Regions from separate parts of the Mus musculus genome. Here all the other regions are linked to region 1. The links are chromatin contacts, called in public HiChIP or PLAC-seq maps. All regions are on one chromosome and are shown on one strand. The core of a region is the stretch at or near the end of the contact, and the rest is flanking DNA. Distances in the headings are between cores, read along the strand shown.

Region 1 (3,428 bases), core at 645-3,144:
TAGCTCATGATAAGTTCCCTGTAAAAAGGAAACAGGGCTTTAAACACTGAAAGACTGGTTTACAAAAGAGATGCGGTGAAGGAGACTAACAGGTCAGAAAAGAAAGACCAAAGGCTTACGGGAAAGTCGAGAAAACTACTGTATAAAAAATGTGTGGCAGTGGTGGTGCACGCCTTTAATCCCAGCACTTGGGAGGCAGAGGCAAGCAGATTACTGAGTTCGAGGCCACCCTGGTCTACAAAGTGAGTTCCAGGACAGCCAGGGCTATACAGAGAAACCCTGTCTCGAAAAACAAAAACAAAAAAATGTGTGGCTGTGCAGTGGTGGTGCTCACCTTTAATCCCAGCACTCGGAAGGCAGAGGCAGGAGGGTCTCTGAGTTTGAGACCAGCCAGGTCTACAGAGTGAGTTCCAGAATATCCAGGGCTATACTGAGAAACCCTGTCTCAAACATAGATGGATGGAAAGATAGGTAGATAGATAGATAGATAGATAGATAGATAGATAGAAAGAATAAAAAGAAAGGTCTGTATTTAAATATTAAAATAGTCTCAAAAGATCCTAGGCTAGACAAGCAGACTCATTTTACATGAAAAATAAAAGTTGCTTAAAGACAGTGTAAAGTTCTGAGACTTCTGTCTTCACACAGCAAAACCACGCTCTGAAGAAGACAAAACTCTCTGTAGACCTGATACCTGACTGTCCCCTTGTAAGAACCACCTGGAACCACAGCCCTGTATGTAAAATGGTTAAACTATAGCCAACTAAGGCTGTTTCCATAAAAGGAAACCTCAAAAGGGAAGAAGAAAAATCACATTGGGGGAAAATGCTATAGAGCAGGCCTTTTCTTCTCTAAGGGGGTCAAAGGCTTAGATCTCTTTCCCAACACTCACTTTGGGGTGCATCTTGCAGCCATTAAAACACTTATTTTCCCCTAAGCCCCACTTCATCCACGACACTCAGGAGAGTATCCGTTACCTCTTTGACCAGTATCTGGAATAGTACCCACCTGGCCATCCTCTCATTTTTTTGCCTGGTACTCCATTGGGAATAAAAGATCTGTGAAGCAGGCACTAGTGGCATAACCGTGCAGTCCCTCCCAGCTCTCCGGAGGTGAGGCAGAGGGATCAGGAGTTCAAGCTCAGCCTTAGCTGCACAGTGCAGTTGAGGACAGCCTGGGCTACAGGTAACCTTGTCTCAAAAACAAAACAACAAAATCCTATGAATTTAAAAAAAAAAATTAGCCCTCTGATTTAGGACTTGGAAACGTGTGGCAAGATTGGCTAATGTCTGTTTAATAAAGGCCATAAAACTACATAAAAAGCTAGCAATGAATGTGTGCTAGAACTGTGATAATTCAGATTTCTGCTCACGTGCGCATTTTCATATATGTGGTGCATTCTTTTAAATCCAGACAGACTCACGCGACCTAAACTAATTTGAAATGTAGACAGCGCTTCAATCCGCTTGGTTTCTCTGAGGAAATAAACTCGCGAAACAAACCTCCTTTAAGCGGAGACTCTTAGGGAGGACACTGGGCGCGCACGCCCTCTCTTATAAAAATGTATTCTTGTCGCTATTTGATTGGTTGGCTCCTCCAGGTCTCCCTAGCTCATTGATCTATGTTTCAGTCGATCATTTCTAGACCCTAGCACCCTATTGGTCCATTGCGACGCTCCGGCAGGAGGCGTTCCCCAGTGACGTAAAAGACCCTCTCCGCCCACATTCCGAGGACTAGGCGGAGACTTCGCGCGACTCTCCCTCTGGGGGAGGGACATGGATGAGAAAGGGACTTTTGATACGGTATAGATGGCAAGACGGGCGTTCGATTGGTCACTGGCCTGGAAGGAGGTGGGGTCGCCTCTGGATCCAGGGGCAGAGCTCAAGAGCCCAAGGGAGTCTCAAAGTTTGTCTGGAGCCCTAGTGGGGAGTGGGCTTGTTGCGCGAGGACTTTCTTGGGATGAGCGCTGCCTTTTTGCCTTCCTTTTGGATGCACAGCCCGATTTAACCCCTGCACCTTCCGCCCGATCCCAGCAGGCTTGTCCTCCCCGGGGAGTCACAGATTTCCGAGGACAAGGGTCGCGTAGCCTTCGGCAGGGCTCTCCCGAGTTCCTGCTCCAGTGCATAAGTTCCACGCGCGCACACGCCAAGTACACGGGGAGAAGCGTCTCACCGGCCCGCGGCGGCTCTGCGCGGTCCCCTCCTGCCTCAGCATCCTCGGCCCTGCGCGGCGCCCACCGCCATGGAGGTGCTGGAGAGCGGGGAGCAGAGCGTCCTGCAGTGGGACCGCAAGCTGAGCGAGCTGTCAGAGCCCGGAGAGACTGAGGCCCTCATGTACCACACGGTGAGGACCCGTGGTCCGGGCAAAGGGAGTCGGGGGTGAGGAGAAAAGCGGGTTTTGTCACCAGCTGGGTCCTGGGAGGCAGCGTTTGGGGAAGGGCATGACTATATTAAGAGGTCTGGGGATGGGAGTTTTCTTCTATGAACACATTAAGGTGCACAGCTGGAGCCTTTAAACTTTCTTCCGAATAAGTGACCCTTTGTATTCCAAAGCAGTTTATAGTGTTTTCCTGTCGGTAGCTCCATTTCCTATTGCTAACGGTACAGCAATGCTGGGAAGCGACGTGTTTTGAGAATAATACCTCCGCCCAGTTATATTGATTTTTTTTTTAAAATGGTAAGGTTTGTAAAAAAACACACACAATACACACACATCCAAAATTTGGACAAGCTAATGTAGTATAGTCATCCCATATGTTTTTTGTCCCCATCCCATCCAGTTTCTTTACTTTCTTGTTTATAGCTTTAAAATGTTCGTGTTAAAAGCCTTCCTTCACCGCACGGGAAGGCGGCCGCCTCACTTGGCTGCTTCATCTGCACAGCCTCGAACTGCTTCCTCCCTTTTTCAGGGGAAAATCTGAGGCAACTGCATGTTTCAGAGAGGCTCTGGGGGAGAGGTAGGACAGCTCACCAGTTCCTTCCCCGCAGAGACCTCTTTGGAGACTCAACTGTCAGAAGCGTGAATCATTTAAAGATGTCACTTTCAGCTTTTTGCAAGAGAAAATCTTGTTTGTGATAGCCAGTGCTGGTAATGTGGCTTTGTTCAGAACTCTTAGAAGTTGAGAGGGAGGGGTGGGGGTGGGGGGCACTGAGGGACTGCTGAGGGACTGAGGTAAGGACAGGCTTGGCTGCATTTCTGTCTTAGTGCTGTTAATGGGGTCAGTACCAGGATATTTGAAACTTTTGCAAAACGGCCTGCAGGCTCCACCTCTTTGGCCTTTGCCACTGGCTGACTGTATTTTGGGAAAAGGGATGGGGCCTCCTGCTGCTTCCCACCAAAGCATTTGTGGTAGCTGAGAAGGTCTGGTTAAAAAAAGAAGCCATGTGTAGGGTTTAGAGGGAGTGGTGCTTCACTCTGGGGCAAAAGCC
Region 2 (3,428 bases), core at 481-2,980, 370 kb after region 1:
TGTATATTAATTGCCAGTGATAATGGAGAGGAATAACTTCCCATATTACAAGGGAAGAATAAGAGTCTGTCTGCAGTTGTGACTCAGTGCAGACCAAGTGATATGTGTGGTACAGACAATAAGGCAAACCAAAAATGTGCAGAGCCACGGTTAAATTAGTAACACAGTTAACACCAATAGAGAAGTATTTGGAATTTTAAAAAGTGATTCTTATAAGTTAATCTTAAGTCAAATCAACTATTTTGAAGCAATCTCAGGAATTATAAAGCTCTCCCTGACTTGCAGGGCACTGTTCCTTATGATCCAATTCAGACAAATGCTTACATTTCTACTTTTAAAGTCTTAAATATTTGCAACAATTTTTGCTTAAGACAGATATCGGTGTAAGAAATGAAGAAAGTTCAGATAAACTGAACTCTCTATGAATAAATAAACTTTAGTCTTACAAAAAGTAAGTTGGTATAATAATTTTTACACTCTGCCCCCAAAATAAGGAAAAGGGATTTTGGCATACTCATTTCTAAGTGTTTACAGTGCCAGACAAGACTGCAGGTATCAGTGGGAAACTGTACTGAGTACTTTGTTCAGGAAGGAAAACATGTCAATAATTTGTAAATGTTAGGGAAAGGGCTGTTTCTTGGTGGCTTTGCCAAGGATCAAAGCCTGCTCTTTCGATGAGGTTATTCTGAAAGGCAGTGAATAATGGGTTAACACAAATGGCATGATTTCCTGGTCAGAAAGTTTTTGTTGTGCTGTTGTTGTTTGTTTGTTTGTTTTCCAGTTGGGTTGTTGTTAAAGGACTCCACCCCAGTCTTTCGAAGGTCTAGGTTGCTGACCAGATTCAGCTACTTAGAGGAAGTTTAGAATGGAAGAGTTTCTTTTCCCGTTAGTGAATCCCAAATCACTTGGCATTTCTACCCTACGAGATACAGTGGAAACAGGTACAGCAGCCACACTGCAAAACTTCAGCTGTATGTTGCTGGCATTGTGAGCTTTGTACCGTACTCACTAAGTGTTTCAGAGATGTAAGTGTAGGGTGTAAGAGTGTATGTTTATAATATATTTCAAGATTTAGGAAATATTTGAATATAACTAGTGAAAGTTCTCTTTTGAAAGATAAATAATAATGGGGGGCAAATAATCAACTGAGACTTATAATTTCTTTGTGTTTGGACTTTTTAATCACTTTATGAGCTTTTGGGTATGTTGGTGGATATTGGAGACACTTTGTTTAAAGTCTTGGAGGTATGTTGAATATCTTTCATGGGATCAAATAAAACAGAAAACTGGCCTCAAGCCAAAAGATTCTCTGATTTCAAACCTCAGCTACTACAAAATCAATAAAAGAATGCAACCATTTTATATAAATCCCACTCCTCTAGCTTCAGCCAAGGGTCTAAAGCTGAGTGCCACTTCCTGCATGCCACAGATGGTAGAAGAGAGAGGCAGCCGAATTTAAAGTCACTCAGAATAAGCTTTATTTAACTTTATTCCAAAGGCTCAATTTGATTGAAAAAAAAATCTCAAAAGATTCAACAGAGTCACTTTGTTGATATTTTTAAGTCTGGAGTCAGTTGGATCCAGACCATCTGGCCTCGTGTCCTTATGTTCCTCTCAAAAAACCACGGAGTCATTTGAAATTTAGTCAGGGAATCCAGTCAGTGCCGTAAATAGCAGATCCGGGCGAGAATTAAGCCCGAGTGATTAGGATCTGGCTCTCTTTATTATGCTTAAGAGACTGGCCAAAATCTCCCCATGGCGTAGTCTGTGGAAACTTGGTCCACAAAGACTGTGAACCAGTTCCGTTTATGTACATGTGTTAGATAATAACTCTGAAGCCATGGTCTCGGTGACTGATGGAATAGAATCCAAAGTGAAGCACCAGGCTGCTTATATGAGGCTCATTCTCCTGGTGACCCATCGCAGTTCTAAATAGCGTTGATGCTCAATTCTATATAACCATCATGCTCAGTGCCTTAGTTGTGAGTGGCCTTGTTTGTTTTGGGCATCTGTCTGGCTGTCAGTACCACAGGAGAGTGTGTCTGTTTTCTCCTTGGAGTTGGAAGGCTCTAATACAGTGGATACAATTGGACACACGTAAGTTGTATCAGTGAATAGAGTAGCAAGTTTATCTTACAAAGAAGGCTTTCTTGACATGGAAGTAGAAGAGGGCCCCTCTGATAGATTTTTAGCAGTAACAGTAGTCTTTCATATGTATACATAGACATACACACATGTGTATGTAATATTATAAAAGCCTCAATTTGTCTCTTTTGATGCTTATCATCATTAGGAGATTTTGAATCATTCCCACTTTTGGGTTCAGAGAGAAGTTAGAAGTCAATGATTTGCCTGAAATCACTCAGGCAGTGAGAAGATCCAAGAGCTGTTCTCAGCTTTCCTACCCATCTTCTTCTAGTTCATGTATAACTTTCTGATATGTATGAATTGAAGGACAGGTACCTGGGTCATAACATTTAGCAGATCTCTCAACAAGGCTATAGTTACTGTCGTGCCACACATTTTATTCTATTGCTGTCTCGCAAGCAACATTGCAATATTGAGCACTTATGAGTGACAGTTAGAAATCTAGCATGTTTTCAGTGTCGATAGGGGGCTGGTTTTCTGCCTGGGTGAGGGTACTATGAGGAGGCATAGTTCCAGATAACTTGGGGTAAGATGTTTTAAGCTTTCAAAGCACACTGTTCTTAGCTGAGTTAAGATGTAAAAACAGCAACTCCCTCATTCAGTTAATAGCAGCATATGTATGTACATTGGGTCCAGGATATTTAAAGAGCTGTTCAAAGTTTCTAAGAACTACAGAGTGACCTACTTCAGACCTTACAGTTCCATTGGAGAAGGACAAGCATATCCAGCAGTAATTTAGGACATCTGAATAGTGTCAAGGTTAAGATCCAGATGATATAGCCAATGGAGAGATCATGCAAACTGGAGTGGTTTGGGGGGACTTTTTAGATTTTGCTGTGTTTGCTGTGTAATATGAAGATACTGCATATAAAATTACAGCTTTCTAGTTGATTGGTTGAGAACAAAGAAAGAGGGTGGTCTCAGACATGTAAATTTAAAACAACAAGGCATACTATGAAATATAATTAGACCTATCTCGCTTTATAGAAATCTGTTGATAGTAAGAGTGGGATATTAATGTCAAAATGTTGATTTGGGGTCAGAGGAGATAGCTAAGTGGATAAAGTGCTTCTCGTGCGTCTGTGAAGGTCAGAGTTTGGAACCTCAGCATCTACATAAAAAATTGGGAGAGTTTGACTAACTGCTTGTAATTCCAGCCCTTGGGAGGCAGAGAGAAATGACCCCTAGGCCAAGCTGGCTAGCTACACTAGCTGAATCAGCAAGTGCCAGGCTGAGTGAGAGTCCCTGCCTCAGAAAACGAAGTGGAGGGTGTCTGAGGC
Region 3 (3,428 bases), core at 233-2,732, 290 kb after region 1:
GAGGAATAAGTAAGAAATAAACAAAAGACCTAGTTGCTTCTTTCCACATGCTAGAAAAGTGCATTCTTTGATGGGCGTTCCTGGGAAGTACTCTCTGGGTCAACAAGGTGCAGCAAGGTTATGTAGTGTACATATAGATGCCTTGTGTACTAATACAGTAGTCTGGGCAGCTTGCTGCTGGGTCAGGTGTTGGTTCCTAGTTATGGAGGGTGATGGAACTGAGGCTGTCAGAGTTCACAGGTGCCCTGGAGCAGAACTCACTTGTTCAGTAGTTTCTACCAAGACCTGACAATGGAATTTTATTTCTTTTCTCTTCTTCCTCTTCCTCTGCCCTGACTCGATCTTCTTTCCCACTTCTACCTTGTTTTCTCTACTTCTTTTTTCTAACCACAACTTTCTGAGATAGTTCGTGAAACTCTAAAAGATTTGTTTTTCTCTCATTCATCTAAAATTTGAGAGTTCAGCCATCCTATGGCTTTGTGCTTGGATTGGATAGTGTGTGTGTGTGTGTGTGTGTGTGTGTGTGTGTGTGTACTTTCCTCCTCCTTTCTTCCTATCTCACTCCCTCCTTCTTCCCTTCTCTCTCTTCCTCTTTCTCTCCCTCCCTCCTCCCCTTCCTCCTCTACCTCCTTCCCTCCCTCCCTCCCTTCCTCCCTCCTATCTTTCCTTCATTCTCTCCCTCCTATCTTTCCTTCATTCTCTCCCTTGCCCTCTTGCCACCAATAACATTTTAACCAAAGACTTTCCTATATAGTTACATATTGATACTGACTAAGTTGCCCAGGATAGCCTCAAAGTTGTTATGTAGCTCTATGCAGGCTTTGAAATTATAGTCCATCTATCTCAGCCTCTTGCTATGGAATTTTTTAAGCACTTAAATTTAGTTTGTGAGGACTCTTGAAGACCTAAAAGTAGAACCTATGGTTTCTGAATCTACAAAACCTTGGGGTTTTTGTTTGTCTGTTTTGTTTTATTTTAATGGGCAAAACTGGTTTAGCATTAATGGGAAGGACTTTGAAGGTAGAGAAGAAAACCCCTATGAACCATGGTAGAGAAAGTCCCTCAATATGGGAGGAAAACCTCTGTAAGAGAAGGATTTCCACAGAAGATTCTGTCTCCTCGTCTCTTCACTCCTCGCCCCCTTGTTTCTTGTATTATATTAGGCTATCTTAGCACCTTCAAATGTCCACTTACCTTTTCTTTTCTAAGCCAGGGTCTTGCTATGTGGCCCAGGATAGCCTTGGACTTTCTGTGTCTTCAGATCCCCCTGCCCCTGTCTCCTGAGCTAATGCCGGGGTTCCATGCCTGGGGTACCACACCTGGTCACTGTTCCTCTCATAAGAATATGGCTAGAGGGTGTGGGATGTACTTTGTCACAAGGAGCCCAAACTGAGGTTGTTAACTACCTATCTTGGAGAACATGAGGAAAGGGAACCATGACTGGACCATCTTCTTTCAAAAATTCCACCCGTCTGATGAGTCTGGGGAATTATGCAGAGCTAATGTGTTGCCTGAAGCCTGCATTGGAAAAGATGCCAGCAAGCTGGTGGTGGTAACTGCCAACTCCTGAAGACTGGTTTCTGGAACTTCCTGGGTAGGATTCCAAGAGACCCTAAAAGAAACAGAGAGAGGGGGGGGCCACCTGCTGAGATATCTGACACACTCAGTGTCCAGTGCTGGCACACACTCGTTTATTCCTGAGTGTGGAGAACTACTATTCTTGCCTAACCTCACCTGTCATTCATAGGTGGAGTCTGGATAGGTCAGTGAACATGCAAAGAGTCGCCCTGCCCTTTAGGACGCAACACATCCTTCCCTGTCTGCTCCTAACCCTTCATCTCTCTGCTGTAAGCACCTTTCCCTCCGAGGCTGTGCCTTGAGGGCATTCACAGTATCTGCTGTGTCCTTTGTGGCTTCTCCCTGCTCCTCTGACTGAGGGTGGCTGAGGAAGTGTGGGCAGTGTTTCTTGGCAGATGCAAATCAGTCTTTTCACATTGAGGGAAGCTCAGCTCAGTGGACAGGGGTGTGGTCCTCAGCCAGGAGAAGGAAATTGCTCTCAGAAGAAGGGAGTAAGCAAGCTTCCATTGGTAACCAGACTTCTGTGCTGTGCTGGGCAGTGGAGTTGCACAAGAGGGCGTTGTTTCTATTTCATCTGTGACAACTTGAATTTCTTTCTAAGTATCCTAAGTATCTCACTATTTTTTTCTCTTCCACTCTTGCCCTCCACCCTGAAAAGAAGTTGAGCTTCCAGCTTCTAGCCCTGTAGTCCTATTACAAAACAGCCTCCTTAGGCTCTCTGATTTGGGGGGAATTTGTTCCTGTCTATCCTAGTAGAGGTGTATCTCACCACAGTTGTAAAGGATATCAGATGCTAGAGACTCCCTCAGGTTGCTCCCTTACAGATTCTATCCAACAGGGGGCTGTGAGCTCTGTACAGGATTCTCATGTCCTCGTGTTCATATGTACACATGTATGCATGTCTGTCTGTATGCATTTACTATTTATTTATTTATTTATTTATTTATTTATTTATTTATTTTCTTGCTGCAGGAAAGCCATCTCCCGGACAGGCCTCCAGCATCTGGCACCTGCACATCCTCTTGGTCTTCCTGTGGCTAACGGTCCAGCGAAGGAGCCCAGAGCCACTCTGGACTGGAGCGTAGGTGTCTGGTGTTTTGTGTTTGTTTTGTCTTGTTTTGTCTTCTTCCCCAGGTTCATTTCAGTTCCATGCTGTGTTTTGCTCATCTCACCTTCAGGATTCCATGAGTCAGAACAGGTCTACTGAGAGTTGGCAGTGGTCAAGTTAGTGAGATCACTAACTGTGGGCTGGCAGCCATCCACCCGTCTGAAGCCACATGTAGGGCCATGCTGTCTCAACAATGAGCAGAATAGGGTCGCCCATGTCCTTTTCTGGTCTGGGGAGAGATTTGTGTGGGAAAGAAGGGGAGTGGTTATTTTTTTAACCTATTAAAACATAAAAATACGTATTTGTGGTGTACCATGTGGTGTTTTGACACATGTACACAGGTATAGGCATAGAGTGAAACATATCTACTCAGACATTTATCAGTTATTATGCTAGAAACCATCTAAATCCCTTTTTTTAGCCTTGTACAAAAGGGTATACTATATTATCTGGTTAATAGTATAAAGAAATACCCATTGTTTAGGGTCACTCTACTGTGACGTGGTATCTAACTATGACTTACTATCAGCTGAAGAATCTTTCTGTTGCCTATCTTCTGTCTCTCCCAGTCTCAATTCTCAGTGTAGGATAAACCTTGTAATCATTTACATACAGGTGAGATGGCAGGGTGTTCTACTTCCTGTGCCTCACTCATTTGACTACACCCAAATCTCCAACTCCATCTATTGTAAATAGCAGGATTTTTTCCTTCTGTGTGGATAAATAATGTTCCACTCTACAT
Region 4 (3,428 bases), core at 456-2,955, 270 kb after region 1:
AAATGTATTTTACTATCAACTTTTAATTTATTCTAAGTTGCAAAAGAAGAATAGCATAAAGCAAACCAAAGTCTTCACTTACCTTTTTCTTTCTTGGCTGCCAAAAAGAGCATGTGAGAACCCCTTTTGCTCATGATCAATTATAACCTCCTCACAAAGGCTCGCATTCACCAAACCAAAGGAAGCGATCCTTTCCTCTGTTTAGAGAAATTTCTTCATGCAAATGCATTACAATAGAAGTCTTATTGGTCACAGTTACGTGTTGGCCATTTTGTGGTCCTGAGTAAGAAAGACACAGTCCTGGACATTCCATAGTAAGAAGGGCTGGCAGAGTATCCAAGGAGAATATGATCTTGTGTTAGCAGAAGTACGAGGAATCTGGGAGAAAAGAATCAAATTAGTGAAAGCAAAAGAGTGCTAATTCTTATTTTGTAAGTGGCAGATGGGGTTGGATAAAAACAGTATGATGGCGCATTGTTTTGGCTGGAAGACAGGGTGAATGGCTGCATTTTCTTCGAGGAAGGGACAGAAGAATAGATCGATTACAGTACTGCAGGATGTACAACTACAAGGGAAGAGAGTTCAAGGAGGCCCCTACCTAGTCTTTTGATGTAGCTCTAAGGAGGATTCTTTGTGGTGGTAGGGAGGGCAGGGGAGAAAGGAGGAGAGGAAAGGCGAGGTGGATTTTGGGTGGAGCTAAACCCTGAGAGCCCAGACTCCCGTCTGTGGTCAGTGATACAGTGTTTCTTCCTGGTGTGTCTTTCAGCTTTTCAACACACACTGCGTGCGCCATGGACTTGATGCGATTATTTGCTTTTAAAGATCATTAAGAGAGTGGTGATTTCATTTTTAATTACCTCCCTGCTGGGTTTTCCTCCACTGGCATCTTTGGCTTTATGTTGAGTTAAACCTATTCCGGATCCAGCTGCCTTCGATAACTGGTATAAAGTAGAAGTGAGTGGCAGGTTGTTATAGCAACGGAATCTGATAGCAGCTTGTTATACCTGTGGGGATTGATCCTGAGTTTGAAGAGTCGGCAAGCTTTTCTTAGGAAATGTTAATGTCACTTAAAGACTTTGCTTGCAGCTTTTATTCTGATAATGAATCTTTTCACAAATGTTCAGATTGTCTGAAGATATCCCAGAATTATAATACGGCAGTTGTAAGAACATTCCATGATTTCCAGAGAACTGGATCATTGAGTATTCTATTGTAACTTTTAAAGTTCTCAATAAGATGCTTTTGCAGAGACAAGAAAGCCACAGGCGTCTCCTGTGGAAGGGGTGTGTGTGTGTGTGTGTGTGTGTGTGTGTATGTATGTGTGTGTGTCCGTGTCCGTCCATCCTCCAAAGGATCCTTTAGGACTTTGTTCATTTGCCCTCAGTGATCCGGCCTCACTCTTTCCTTCAGGCTCCTTAAATTTTAGCAACAGCAACAGACTTATTTAAATAGTATTGAACACTCTCTGTCACAGCTCTGAGTCTTGGCTGTGTTCTCCTGTTTTCTTCACCTGTCTTTTCTGTACAATTCTCTCCTGGCTGAGCTCCCATGCCATGCCGCATGGAAGGTTCCCCTTGGCCGTTTTCCACAGAGAATTCACTCCTTTCCCTCTCTGACCAAAGACGAGCCATCTCTCTGGTGTGATGAATTGGGGTGTATCATAATGTAGCATTATTCTGCAGGCAGCACAGAGTACATCTGAGTCACACATTTCTCCTTGTCGCTCGTACAGGCTCCTTGTTCTTTCTTTGCACAGAACAGGGCTGTGGTCTGCATGCTTATAGTTGCTCGTTCTGTTGGTGAGGGTCATAGGGAAATATAGACTCCAACAGTGACTCTGTTAGAGCTACCCAGCTGCTATTTTGGTGACATGTAAAGGCAACAATACTCTTAGATTTGCCGAGGTTAACAAAGATAGACTTCACCATCAGACTGGTACGATTTTTGGTCCAGGGTTTCTTGGTTCAGATACTTCATTATACAAATGTCTAGGTTTCAAAACTTCCTCTTTGGTGGATGACTTCTAATTAAGAAAATGTTCCCAAATCTTGGTGGGTGACTGCACAGCTGGACAGGGAAACACCAATTGTGCAATGGTTTTGGTAGCTGACTGCCTTCTTCCTCCTGCCCCCACCACAGGGAGATTTTCTAAAGATCGAGGCCTGCATCCTACCCAACCACTTAAATTAGAAACTTTCCAACTGTTGAGCTAAGTTCTCCTCTACCTGATCTTCTCCTAAAAGGCAGGATGTGAAAGAGGGCAGTAGAGAGCCACAAGCACATTATGAGATGCCTCCAAGAAAGCTCAACTCCAGTCATTTACATGGGGGTTAGTTCTAGACTGGGTTTGGAATGGAGGAGGGAGGACCAGGTGGAAAACAAAGGCAAGATTGTTGCCAGTGGAGAGATCTGCGCTTGGGAAGGTGGGGGGACGAGCAATTTCCTCAGCTGCTAGGAAGACTACAAGGGTGGATCCATGAAGGAGCCCTTTGCCCAGATGACTGCCAGATGCGGTGGGGGATGTGGTGGGGGATGCGGTGGGGGATGCAGAGGGTGGAGGAGCTACGTCTTTAATGTTGGAGATCCTGGGGAATTATTTTACTTCTGAGCAGGGAGTCATTTTCCAGATAACATTTAATTTCTATATGATGTCCCATGGTTATGATTAGGGGAGATTGAAATAAATGCAGACAAGAAAGGGTTTTCTTAAGGACGGTTGTGGTTTGAGTCTGAAATGTCTCCCTTAGGCTCATGTATTAGAATACTTAGTCCGCAGCTGGTGGTGCTGTGTTCAGACGATTGTGGACCCTTAAGAAGACAGAGCCTTGCTGAGCAAAGTATGTGGCTGGTGTACCTTTGAGTTTTATAGTCTAGCCTCACTTCCTGCTCTTTCTGATTCCTCTGGGCGGGTGTGTGATCAGTCTGCTTCTGGCCTGCCTGGCCTGCCTCACACTCTAGCTGTCATGCTTTCTAGGCCACTCACTCTGAACCAGTAAGCCAAAACAAAGTTTCCACTCGCTTTCACAGCCACTTCTAAGGGAGTATTGCAGTATCTTGCGTGGTGAGTATGAGGTGCCTCCTATCTTACCTGTCCAACTGGATGAAGCGAGCTCGACTGTGGAACCTGGGTATCCACTGTCTTTCCAGTCACCATCCGAGCTTCTCTTGTCTTATATTTCCACGTTATTCTATCCTATGTTTGTCTTTGTCCCCTAACTATGCAAATGCCTGAATCAGATGCAGAATAATAGACCATTAAAAATCAATAATTGGAATACACTTGTTTCTTTCCTTGTTTCATTTTCCTTATCTGCCCCTCCTTTTTTTCTGTCTTTCATTTTCTTTGTTTTTGAGACAGAGTTTCATGTAGCTCAGGCTAGCCTTGAACTTTGTTCCTCTGTAACTGAGACTGGCTTTGAACTCCTGAT

The links. HiChIP or PLAC-seq counts read pairs in DNA pulled down with a chosen protein or histone mark.
Region 2: a contact with region 1 is called in an H3K27ac HiChIP or PLAC-seq map of oligodendrocyte precursor cells, with 8 times the contacts expected there. The contact joins the enhancer-like site here to the promoter of Creb3l2 in region 1. A contact is called at or near these places in 12 of 39 promoter capture datasets (the C10 cell line, the HPC-7 cell line, HPC-7-derived erythroid cells and 8 more), 1 of 15 datasets of contacts at CTCF or cohesin (the NIH/3T3 cell line), 15 of 484 Hi-C or Micro-C datasets (the BV-2 cell line, bone marrow-derived macrophages, cochlea and 10 more), 32 of 115 datasets of contacts at active chromatin or transcription factors (the NIH/3T3 cell line, SST interneurons, acute myeloid leukemia and 21 more) and 3 of 9 other capture datasets (embryonic stem cells, liver and pancreatic islet).
Region 3: an H3K4me3 HiChIP or PLAC-seq map of embryonic stem cells shows a contact between it and region 1, with 2.9 times the contacts expected there. The contact joins the enhancer-like site here to the promoter of Creb3l2 in region 1. A contact is called at or near these places in 7 of 39 promoter capture datasets (the 3T3-L1 cell line, cranial neural crest, embryonic stem cells and 2 more), 4 of 484 Hi-C or Micro-C datasets (bone marrow-derived macrophages, embryonic stem cells and peritoneal macrophages), 9 of 115 datasets of contacts at active chromatin or transcription factors (bone marrow-derived macrophages, embryonic basal ganglia, embryonic stem cells and 1 more) and 2 of 9 other capture datasets (embryonic stem cells and pancreatic islet).
Region 4: an H3K4me3 HiChIP or PLAC-seq map of embryonic stem cells shows a contact between it and region 1, with 4 times the contacts expected there. The contact joins the enhancer-like site here to the promoter of Creb3l2 in region 1. A contact is called at or near these places in 4 of 39 promoter capture datasets (the 3T3-L1 cell line, cranial neural crest, embryonic stem cells and 1 more), 1 of 484 Hi-C or Micro-C datasets (the CH12 cell line) and 4 of 115 datasets of contacts at active chromatin or transcription factors (acute myeloid leukemia, embryonic limb bud, embryonic stem cells and 1 more).

What each region holds. Positions count from the first base shown.
Region 1 is chr6:37,440,614-37,444,041 of GRCm38.p6, reverse strand. It overlaps Creb3l2 (cAMP responsive element binding protein 3-like 2), which reads left to right and starts at 1,894. Exons shown (of 12, transcript NM_178661.4): 1 at 1,894-2,343. The coding sequence starts at 2,242. It overlaps Gm33318 (predicted gene, 33318), which reads right to left and starts at 1,532. Exons shown (of 3, transcript NR_166917.1): 1 at 1,009-1,532.
Region 2 is chr6:37,070,808-37,074,235 of GRCm38.p6, reverse strand. All of the region lies in intron 6 of Dgki (diacylglycerol kinase, iota), which reads left to right. Among named protein-coding and RNA genes, the nearest start is that of Gm52857, 170 kb to the right of the region's middle. Within about 2 kb of position 1,730, at least 6 of the 459 cell types and tissues checked have an H3K27ac peak or open chromatin away from gene starts, as enhancers often do. A contact at or near this core is called in neural progenitor cells, oligodendrocyte precursor cells and uterus, where this site is marked.
Region 3 is chr6:37,148,780-37,152,207 of GRCm38.p6, reverse strand. It overlaps Dgki (diacylglycerol kinase, iota), which reads left to right. Exons shown (of 34, transcript NM_001081206.2): 2 at 2,551-2,659. Among named protein-coding and RNA genes, the nearest start is that of Dgki, 150 kb to the left of the region's middle. Within about 2 kb of position 1,482, at least 14 of the 459 cell types and tissues checked have an H3K27ac peak or open chromatin away from gene starts, as enhancers often do. A contact at or near this core is called in embryonic stem cells, where this site is marked.
Region 4 is chr6:37,168,883-37,172,310 of GRCm38.p6, reverse strand. All of the region lies in intron 1 of Dgki (diacylglycerol kinase, iota), which reads left to right. Among named protein-coding and RNA genes, the nearest start is that of Dgki, 130 kb to the left of the region's middle. Within about 2 kb of position 1,705, at least 16 of the 459 cell types and tissues checked have an H3K27ac peak or open chromatin away from gene starts, as enhancers often do.